Regions from separate parts of the Mus musculus genome. Here region 2 is linked to region 1. A link is a contact called in public Micro-C data. All regions are on one chromosome and are shown on one strand. Each heading gives the region's core, a stretch centred on a gene start, on an enhancer-like site or on the middle of the called end of the contact. The rest is flanking DNA. Distances are from core to core; before and after follow the strand shown.

Region 1 (5,289 bases), core at 776-3,275:
AAAAAAGCATGACACTCCACTCTCCAGGTATGACATTGTCCAAGGCTTCATACTGAAAACTGTGACTTAATTAGTGACTCAATGTTAATCATGTGGAGGTTTATAGTGAGAAGAATTTGAGCAGAAAGTTCAAGTCAGAAGATCTTTACAGTTGATAATCTTGTCAACCCCAACTCCCTGTTAGGGTTGGCATCATCAGGCAGTGGGACAAGCTGACGAAGACTTCTTTCCTTCTTCCCTCAGATAATTGCATTATCATATTTCCCTTAAGATGAACATGTCAAAAGGTGTCCAACCGGATTACAACCCTCACCCTTTCCAGGGGGAGGTGAAGTTTGCTTGTCTTTTTCGACACAGCCTGTCGATCTGGAAGGTAGAATTTGAGATTTTGAACACAGAGAACTGTTCTAGACCCTGGTTTAGCAGAAAGATCAAATCCTGGGTGAAGGTTATAGGAGAAGACAGAGTGTGGGAGTAGGGACTAAAGATGGTCCAACTGTTATACTGAGTTTACTAATTTTGTCTATCCTGATATACTTTTCAAATCTTTTCTATGACTGCATTTGGAAGAGGAAGAGACTGAGAGTAGACTTGTGAAATTTCTGTATGTCAGGACCTTTAAAAAAAAACTCTGTATAGGCAGGGCCTGGGAGCACTGTGACCTGACTATCAAAATGTCTGAATGTCTCGACAGTTTCTCAGACAGAAAGGAGTCTCTTTCTTGACCAGTTTTTGTCACAGAAACCAGATCATGGCTCTGAGGAAGTCTGGTTGCCAAGACAATTATATTCTATGTTTCATCATTATTGTGACTTGCTGGTAGACAATAGGGGGTGCTTTCCTTCCCTGTCAACAATAGCTCAGGTGTTCTTAGGTTGGCTCCTTAAGGATATTTGCCTGTGATGGATGTAGAATAGTCCCTGGAGCTGTTTGTGGCCACACCCATGCTCCCTCCCCAGAGAGACTTTGCAAGTGGCTTTCACCCTTGCAATGACCTGGTTATTATTTAGATCTAAATCTCTTTAAGCAATAAATATATATGTATCCGAGTTTCTCTAGCAATGATGATGATGGTGTGAAGAAGCCCAAAGGCAGGGTGGATATTTGTCTGTGAATTAAAAATGTACCTGGTTGTTTCTAAGGAGAGAAAGAAAGGGTGTGGAGTTGGGTGGGTGAGGAGGTTGGGAGGATCTGGGAGGATCAGGGGGAGGGGAAACCGTGATCAGAATTTATTATATGAAAAATTTCTATTTTCAAAGAAAAAAAGGGGGGGAACCCTGGACTAAGAGGATTTGGAGTTGATTTCAAGGGTGTAAGTCAGAGATCACAGAGCCTGAGATGAAGAGGCTGCCAGGCAACTGGAAACTCTAGCTCAGGAGAAGCAGGGAAACAGTTGCTTGCCCTTACCTGCTCAGGTCAAGGGTATTTGATGCTCCTGTGGTTTGTTAAAAAGAACTCTGGCCCTAGTCACAAACAGAATCTTTAAGTTTACTCTAAGGAAACAATTACCAGGAAAGGCAAAACCACAGCGGGAGAGGGAGAGGGACCTTCCATGCGCACATCAATGCATATTAAGAATAATGGCAGAGCTTCATTTTTCCAAAGGGACTAATTTGTCCCTTTGTTTCACCGAATGCTTGCTGAGCCCCCCTGAGTAGTTCAGAAGGTGTATCTCAGACCACCATCTACCTTACTCCATTAAAATGGATGTGTCCTTCACTTCACGCAGATTCTCACCTAGAGACTTAAGTTTACAAACAAAACATGGATTATTGCTGTGGTGAAAGAATCCTCTGCACAAAGATGAACAGCAGGACACCTCTAAGTAACATATTTCCCTGGTGGGTTTTACAATACAATTCTTGGCAGGGTAATTTGATCTGCATACAATTTTTCAAGACACACACCTGCAGGTCACAAGTGGAGTGTCTGTATATTCATGATGGTTACTGAGATGGCTAAGCATCTCAGCCTAGATTGTGTTGGGGTCGATCAGTCACCGGAGCTGGTTCCTGACCACTGGTGCTCCTGCAGACAACTCACAGGAAGCTTTGTTTTTTTAGCTGCTGATCTCCTGGAGGGAACCCAGCAGGGAAGAAACAGGCAGATCTTGCATTAGCTTTCTAAGAAGAGGTAATGTCCTGATTAGTTTCTGGACTGACTAAGTATAGTGATTTAGAGTCATTCACTCACTGTAATATATGCAGATGTTTTTGACTTAAAAAGAAAGTAATCACGAGGGCTGTTATTAGACACTAACAGAACAATGTACTAGAATGCGCTTTAGTGGGAATGCCAACACATTAACTATTAGTGTTTATCACTGAGCCCTCCTCCCGATGCTCAGAACAGAGAGCTGTTGATCCTCAAAGATAAAGTGATTAAACACTGAGGCTGGCTTTGCTCCCAAAAGATGGCACCAGCACCAAGGCTGGAACAGAAATGTATTTGCCAAGATATCTAACTTCAGTTTAATATAGGAAAGACTGGAAACCTACAGGTCCATTAACCACCAAGCTGATGGGATGTTACAAGGCTTGCACATCACAAAAGGCAGTTCTGTGACAAAGTGACTGGAGTCCTATTTCCATCTGCTCAGGGGCACTTGACACTTGCCAGCCCAATGAACTGCCCACAAGTGCTGCTGGCCTCTCAGTATCTTGAACACAGCTTATCAGCAGGAAGAACCATTACCCAGCAGGAAAGAGATACAATGAGGACAATAAACTGAAGGGGGTGACTGAAGAGCAATAGGGGAGAGCTAGAGGGATGGGAATTTCCATGGACAGCAAGTTCAACAATGTCGGGATGATGTAAAATGTCACTAGGGAAGTGACATGGGGAGATAGTGATGGTCTCAGCACAGAGAAACAGAGCGTGATTTCAAACACCAAGGGGTAGAATATCAGATCTCAGAATCAAATGCAAACACAAAGCAGAACAAAGACCATGTGTTAAAGGTTAAGATGCCACAGGGCTTGAGAACTGTATTTTGTTTGAGTCTGTAAAACAATGGGCTAAAAAGCTACTTCCTGCAGGCAACTGACCTATTAGAAGCAGGAATCACTCTCCTTGGTCAATAGTTGCCTTTGGGGACATATACATGATATTAATCCTTCACTCAGCCTTCTGATCTACAAGAACAAATCATAGTTTCTGGTTTTTATCTTGGACCTAGCAATGACTTATTAATTTAGCAACATATGTCTGTTATATTTACATTCTTTCTAGGACATCGTGCTACTATTGGTAAGGGATTATAATCAACGGGACAAAAGGAACTAGTTGACAGCATTAGAACTGTACTCATGTGTGGACTATACTTAAAACCTGAAGCCCGTCTTGACCTGACACTATGAGACAGAAAAAGTGATGATTATTAGACACAGATAATCTGTACTCTGTTTCCTAGTGAGATTTTTTTTATAGAAATAAACAAGAGAAAAGGGAGACTTTTACAATACAATTTCTCCTTTTATTGATAGAAAACGGTTGGCATTTGGAAAATGTTCAATTCGTCTTGAAGCCAAACATCCCTAAAGTTTGACCGCAGAGGTTCATACTAAAGCCATTATCTCATAGCAAGCAAGCATGGGAGTGATCTCATGCATCACATGAATGGCTGGCTCTGCAGGGACTGGTGGACGGCATTTGACTGGGAGGGGATGATGTTAGAGCTTGCAGTGAAGTACTAGACATCAACAGGAGCAGGATCACATAGTGGACACCTTGGCCCAAAACGAGAGATGGAAGGAACTCAGCAGAGAGACCCTAGAGTTTGTGAATTTTGCATTAACATCTGTAAACATGAGCCTGTAATAGGTGACCTCCATGCTAAAGCCCTTAGATGCAGGTATTTTGGCTTTGAAATGCTTAAGACTATACTTTGACCATAGCTAGAAGGATGTGCAAATGTATAGACTGTGAAAACAGCACAGTGGTAGATTAACCACATAACTCACACAGTGGATTATGACAAACCAACCTGCCTCCATCTAAGGCTTAAAAACCATCTTATAGTAAAGACCAACTAGGTTCATTCCTGCTTATGATTAAATCTCTGTTTCTCAAGAATTGGGCTTGCCCAACCTGTAACCTTAACTACAAATGGTTCTGTAATGCCTGTTCCAAGAAATGGCAACCATGCCTTCATTTCTAAAGGTTATTATGACCACCCTGTTATTGCTAAGTTGTTATGATGACCTTGCAGCCACACCTTTGTTTCAAAAAGTTGTTACAACCAAGTTATGCTTCTGTGCCCCTTCTGTAACCCTGCCTACCTGTGTGTCGAATCCCCTGGAACCCCGTACTCCCGGACCATAAAAGCCTTTATCTCATCCATGTCCAGGGCTGATCTCTTGGAACCTCTCCTTTAGAGGTAGACAGTTTGTGTACGTGAATTTTTAAAAAGGGTGCTTTATTTAATTGCTTGCTTTAATTAATATGGTTATGATTGGGTTGATGGTCTTTCTCCTTGCATCTGTGGGATTAACAGTTATATGAGAGTCATTCTAAGATACTTCTAAGTTTATTGAATGTCTGGAAAATGTCATAATAAAACATTGGGGTTAAAAAGTAATACTTTTATCTTGAAATAGATTCTGTACAGAAGTTAAAACCATACTTAGTAGAGAGAAATTGGAGCTGAGATCTGGACCTTCTATGTATATTAAAGACCGAGGCAGGAGCTCTGAACTACACAGTGTTTCCAGTTCCTAGGACATCACTCAGTCCTGAGTAAAAATTTCTTTTATTATTTTAAAAATTATTATTTAAGAATTTCATACACGACTAAAAATTCCTTTTTAAAAACTGAACCATGGCTGGTGTTGTATTTGTCCCTTTATAATACTGGTCCTTGGCTTTCTTTCTCTGATTCTGAGAGAACAATATAGGGAAATCTTAATACATATTGGAAACTAGGATTTGCATGAAAGTAGATGGTACAAAGCAGAAGATAAGAAATGAAAAGAACGTGATATGCTCAAAAGGAGTTTGTGATGGTACAAAAAGTATTAGAAAACTAAAGTAGAATGTAAGGTAGAATGACCCCAAATCACTCATTAATATCAATAATTGGGGTATCATACAGAAAATGTGGTACATTTACACAATGGAGTACTACTCAGCTATTAAAAAGAATGAATTTATGAAATTCCTAGGCAAATGGTTGGACCTGGAGGGCATCATCCTGAGTGAGGTAACCTAATCACAAAAGAACTCACATGATATGTACTCAGAAACTTAGAATACCCAAGATACAAGATACAATTTGCAAAACTCATGAAA
Region 2 (5,289 bases), core at 1,400-3,899, 240 kb before region 1:
GGAAGGGTGAGGACTCACTGCTTTTCTTGCCAAAATCAAACAGCTTTCCTGCCACTGTTCCCCACATTTCCCAGGCTGATTACGCTTCTCCAGGGAACTCCTAATTAGAGATCATCCACTCAACATAGATACAAACACACACTAATTTGGAGGAGGGGGAGGAAAAAAAACCCAATCTACAAAAAACAAAACAAAACAAAAAGCCAACCCCCCAGGCAAACAAGCAAACAAACAAAACCCCAAAAAAACCGACAACAACAAACCAGGAAAACGATAAAGACAGAAGCATACAAAGAACAACATTCTAAAAATCCTTTTTAAAAACCCCTCATATTGTTGTAATCTTCCTGGTGGTTGGTTCTTCCACAGAACCATAGACAGCACTTAGAAAAGCATGCTAACCTCTCCACGTACTGGGACACAGGACAAATGCAGATGCAAACTCAGATCATCCATAGAAGGCAGAGGGAGGGGACAGGGAGAAATGGCATCGGGGCAGGGGGAGATGAATACAAATATGAGCCTATAATGAGATATAGTCAGGGCTGGTAAGACAGCTCAGCAGGTAAAGGGGCTTGCTGCCAAGAGTGATGACCTGAGTTCCATCCCCAAGATCCACTAGTAGAAAGAAAGCTGAACCCCAAAGCCTGTGCAGTGCGCTCTCTCTCTCCTCCCTCTTTCCCTCCATCCCTCCCTCCCTGCACACACACACACACACACACACACACAGAGTCCACAACTTTTAAATGCTCTGCAAGTGTCTTGGCTTTTTACAGCTCCCACTTAGCATTGACTGAATACAGTCCCAGTTCCCATGTCTGCAAGAAATCTATGTGTCACAAAGATGAACTCCAAGGTTGTCCATGGAAAGGCAGAACAAATACCTAATGTCTACCATCTACATCAAAGGCTTCATAGTGGCAAACTCACTTGGTGTGTCTAATCTAGTGACAGGCACAAGACATGCTGACGTCTGCTCGGCTGTTCCAGTCACTGCACACAGCCATAGCTTAGCTTCCTCCCAGGGCCTCACTTAGCCACTGAGGCTGCAGCTCATCTGTGGGCGCTCTCCTCCACTGTGGGAAGAGGCAGCAAGGGCTGGACGAGGCCATCCCAGCAGTGGATGCATTGGCCGCTGGGCAGCGAGCGGTGTGACACTTGGTTAGCAGCAACAGTGGCTCTGCTTGCTAAAACCAACCAGCTGGCAAACACCTGCCTGTTTTCCAGAACATTCCTCAGTTCCCAGATTGAGAGATTCTATCTGTCCTTCAGTGCCCTCCAAAGATCATAGCTGTTCATTTCTAACCCCTGCTTTGTGCAGAATTCCTCCTAGCTGGAGAGCTGCCTCATTTCACACGTGCCTTAGAAATTGGCTACAAGCAAAACAAATCAAAGACAGATTCTCTATTTTTTTTCCCCCTTGGGTGTCATCTTCTTGTCTCTGTCTTCCCCCTGCCCCCTACAACTCAAATCCGGGAAAGCAGGGGAAGTCTTGTGCCTCCAAGCACACAGGCCAGAGGAAGGCTGGAGGTAACACATCTTCACCAGCGGCTCAGGTCTGGCTCCCAGTGGCAGCACAAGCTGATACAGTGTAATAAAAACCCACACAGTGAGCCCACAGCACCAGTGTGGGCACACTGTAGCTAGCCCACAGCACCAAACAGCCACTCAGGTGTATCTTCTGGGATACTGGAATACTTTGTATACCATACAGTTTACAAACACAATTGACTGCTCACTTTATCACAGTGTCTTATTTATGTGTTTGCCTGCCTATCTATCAATCTACCTTTATTTATTTAATTACTTATTTTATTTTAAACCGTTTCCCTACAGTCAGGCTGGTGGGGAACTTGCTATATGCAGCCCAGCCGGGCTTCCTACTTGAGCTCCTCCTGCATCTGCCTCTTCAATGCTGGAATAATAGTGGTGGTCTTCATCTACCCAGGCACTATCCACTAAGAGTGTAGGTCTTCATCACATACCTACGCCCTACCTCCAAAAGGATATCCTGCGTCCTGGGAAGAGACCCACTTGGACATGATTAACAGAGATGACCAGATCTGGACCAGGTTTGCATAAAGTTCTTAGAGTAATGGTCAGGAAAGCCCCAGCATGTTTGCTTAGCCTTTTGTTTTTGAGATGGGGAAATCTCACTTTATACCCCAGGCTGGCCCTAAAACTCACCAGTAGTTCAGGCTGGCCTCAAAGTCACAGAAACCCCGCCTTAACCTGTTATGTGTTAGATTCACAGGTAGGAAGCCACCACATGGGAGTCTGTGTGCTGTGTTATTTTTTAAAAAAAATTAATTCATTTATTATATGTAAGTACGCTGTAGCTGTATTCAGACACTCAAGAAGAGGGTGTCAGATCTCCTTACGGATGGTTGTGAGCCATCATGTGGTTGCTGGGATTTGAACTCAGGACCTTCGGAAGAGCAGTCGGTGGTCTTACCTGCTGAACCATCTCACCATCCCCCCGGGTGCTGTGTCTTAAAGTGGATCAGAAGGCTTCTCATTAAACTCATGGTTTATTTGGCTCACAACCACCCTCTTCTGTGAATAGCATAGCTCTGGGGCTGCTTCTGTGAGGGAGGAGGTGGGAAGTGAGTCTTTAGATTTTACAGTCAATGCTTTATTGAAGACACTAGGGGTCAGCAGATTCCCAAAAGTTGTGAGTGAAACCAGGAGCCCTGGCACCTAGGGCGGGGCCCGGTGCTCAGGGCGTTGCTGGAGAGATGCCCACAGCAGCCCGAGTCTAATTACTATTGTAGCCCCTTCCATATACAGGCCCTCCTCTTAGCAGTAACTTTAACTTTCATTTGGGTGCCTGACGTCCTCCTGCAAAGCCTGGGTGCTCTGAGACGATGATCTGATGCTGGAGTTTGTGCTGCAGCCCAAGCTAATTTACATAATACCTCCCACAGCATAGCCCAGGCTGCCAGTTCAAAGAAATATGACCTTATTTGGGCAGTGAGAGCCAAGAGATAAAATGGGATGGAGGTGGGAATGAGGGTAGGGGCGGGGACTGAAGAGGTGGCTCAGCAGGCAACTAAAAACCAGCACTGGTCTTGTAAGGAGGACTATTCAGTTCTCAGTACTCACAAGCACCCATAAAGATTGGGGGAGGGGAAATCTAACAGCTTCTGGACCCCGCAGGACAGGCACCTGCATTCACACATTTGTATACACACATACAAACTTAAATAATTGAAATAAACTAGAAGATTGAATGGGGAGAGGCAAGGAAATTTGCTAAGGACAACTGATTCTTCTGACAGAGTTCCTGGAAGTCCCCCTACCCATCTTTTCTTCCAATTAGATAAGAAACTTACTCTGGAGTCATATGATCCATACTCTGGCAACAACCAGGTGTGGCAATGTGGGATAGCTATAAAATGAAGCTGACTGCAAGAAACACAGCAGGGGCTTTAATAAAAATGATACAGTTCTGAGAAAAATTCTATTAAGTAAAAGAAGAAAACACATTCTAAATCATGTGTGTGTGCAGGTATGAGTGTGTGCAGGGGTGTGTGTGTGTGTGTGTGTGTGTGTGTGTGTGTGTGCATCCCATGCTGGAAATAGAACCCAGAGCTTTGTGGAACGGCTTTCTTCCCTTGAGCTTCAGCCATATACCCAGAAGCGTTTTCTAAAGAACGTCCTAGCTGTTTAAAAGCCAAATCTCTTCTCTGTGAAGCCAGGTTGAATATGGATTTTTTTCATATTTGCATTTAGTGGCAACTTACATAACACACTGAGGGGACAAAGCGTTTCAAGTGGGAAAGCAACTGAGTTGTATGTTCAAAAGCTGCAAGTTTCATGCCAGACCAACCTGTACTGGGGGGACACCAAAACTCTGCAGGATGACTTAAAGGCCATGGACCCAGCTCCTGACTGGGGAGGAGGACGTTATATATACTCAAGGCTTCTCTCCTTTACAGTTGCTGTGCAGAACGTATCATTGCTGGTTCATCTTCCTTCCCATGTGCTCGTCAGTAGACGTGGTTTTTTTTTAAAGTGTTGATCAAAATTATATCCTCTTGTTTTACAAGAGCAGGGAGCTCCTGCCACTGTGCCTGGAAAGCCGAGAGGGTGGAGGACAGGCCTGCACTCCAGTTGTCTTCTGATGCCCATTGCTTATCAGCCCGAAGCAGTGTCAGGCCCTCAGAGCTCAAAGGCCTAGGCATTTCCTTCATGTGCAAAGACGGTTTGCTTTGGAACTCAGCAGAGAATCAGTAAGGGACCAAAGGGATCGATCGCTAACACAGCCAGCTCTCCACAGCACTGAAGATGGCATCTGTGGATCAACTGCAGATAAAAAACCATTTCTAAGAAGGATCGAGGGTAGGTGTGGTGGCCAAGAGCACTGGCTGCTCTTCCAGAGGACAGGGTACGGCTCCCAGTGCCCATACAGTGGCTTTCAGCTCTCCCTCACATCTTTTCTGACCGCCTTCTGCACCATGCCTGAACATAGTGCACAAATACAGTGAAAGCAAAGCACTCACACACATTAAATACATCTTTTTTTAAACAACAACAATGATGACGACATTTAGGCCTTCTAAGAAGGTTCCTGGGGACTCAAGGTGCTTACTGCCAATCCTGATGACCTAAAACCAATCTCCAGGATCCCCTTCATTCCTGCAAACTGTCCTCTGACCTCCACTCACGTGCTATAGCGCACACATGCAGACGTAAATCAATGTCATAACTTTAAAGCTGTGTCTGTGGTGAACATGTACAGATCTTAACCTTGTGATTATTCTCTAAAGAGCTTAGTGTAAAAACTTGCATCATGTTTGTTCCGTATTTGTTATTCTATGCAATCGACCAAGGGCTCATCATTTGGGGAGCTGTAGGTAATGGGCTGCGCATGTACACTACTTGGGAAATGAGCACTTGTGCATCTTGGTAACCATGGGGAGTCTTGGGATAGTCCCCAGAGGATACCAAGGGATGACATATGACTCCAGGGAACAGGCAAAACTGACGCCACCTCTCAACTTTCCTTAGTTTATTCCATTCTAAAGACCTCTTGAAGAGGTAGAGTTCCATCAACTCCGTTCAAATTGTGGCAATGCTCTTGGAGTTGGGTGACGTTCTCTCCATCTGTAAACAGGTGATGGATGAAACCTGTCCTTCAGGTGACTCTCAGGTGTATGTGTAACACAGGTAATGATTTTAGCATTCAAATAGTTGCCAGGACCCTAATCTCAATATTCCTTAGGAGGAAAGCATGCTGTGACCTACAAAACCAGAGAAGCAGTCAGATCTCCATGCGTTCTCACT

What was found. Hi-C and Micro-C count contacts between places; a contact is called where the count stands out from the background.
Region 2: a Micro-C map of embryonic stem cells shows a contact between it and region 1, with 4 times the contacts expected there. The contact joins two enhancer-like sites. A contact is called at or near these places in 1 of 39 promoter capture datasets (liver), 3 of 484 Hi-C or Micro-C datasets (the HL-1 cell line and embryonic stem cells) and 3 of 115 datasets of contacts at active chromatin or transcription factors (all in embryonic stem cells).

What each region holds. Positions count from the first base shown.
Region 1 is chr3:68,303,212-68,308,500 of GRCm38.p6, reverse strand. The region is part of intron 4 of Iqschfp (Iqcj and Schip1 fusion protein); the gene reads right to left. All of the region lies in intron 1 of Schip1 (schwannomin interacting protein 1), which reads right to left. It also overlaps the pseudogene Gm5848. Among named protein-coding and RNA genes, the nearest start is that of Schip1, 240 kb to the right of the region's middle. Within about 2 kb of position 2,025, at least 7 of the 459 cell types and tissues checked have an H3K27ac peak or open chromatin away from gene starts, as enhancers often do. A contact at or near this core is called in embryonic stem cells, where this site is marked.
Region 2 is chr3:68,540,736-68,546,024 of GRCm38.p6, reverse strand. All of the region lies in intron 5 of Iqschfp (Iqcj and Schip1 fusion protein), which reads right to left. All of the region lies in intron 2 of Schip1 (schwannomin interacting protein 1), which reads right to left. Among named protein-coding and RNA genes, the nearest start is that of Gm22073, 4.3 kb to the left of the region's middle. Within about 2 kb of position 2,649, at least 114 of the 459 cell types and tissues checked have an H3K27ac peak or open chromatin away from gene starts, as enhancers often do. A contact at or near this core is called in embryonic stem cells, where this site is marked.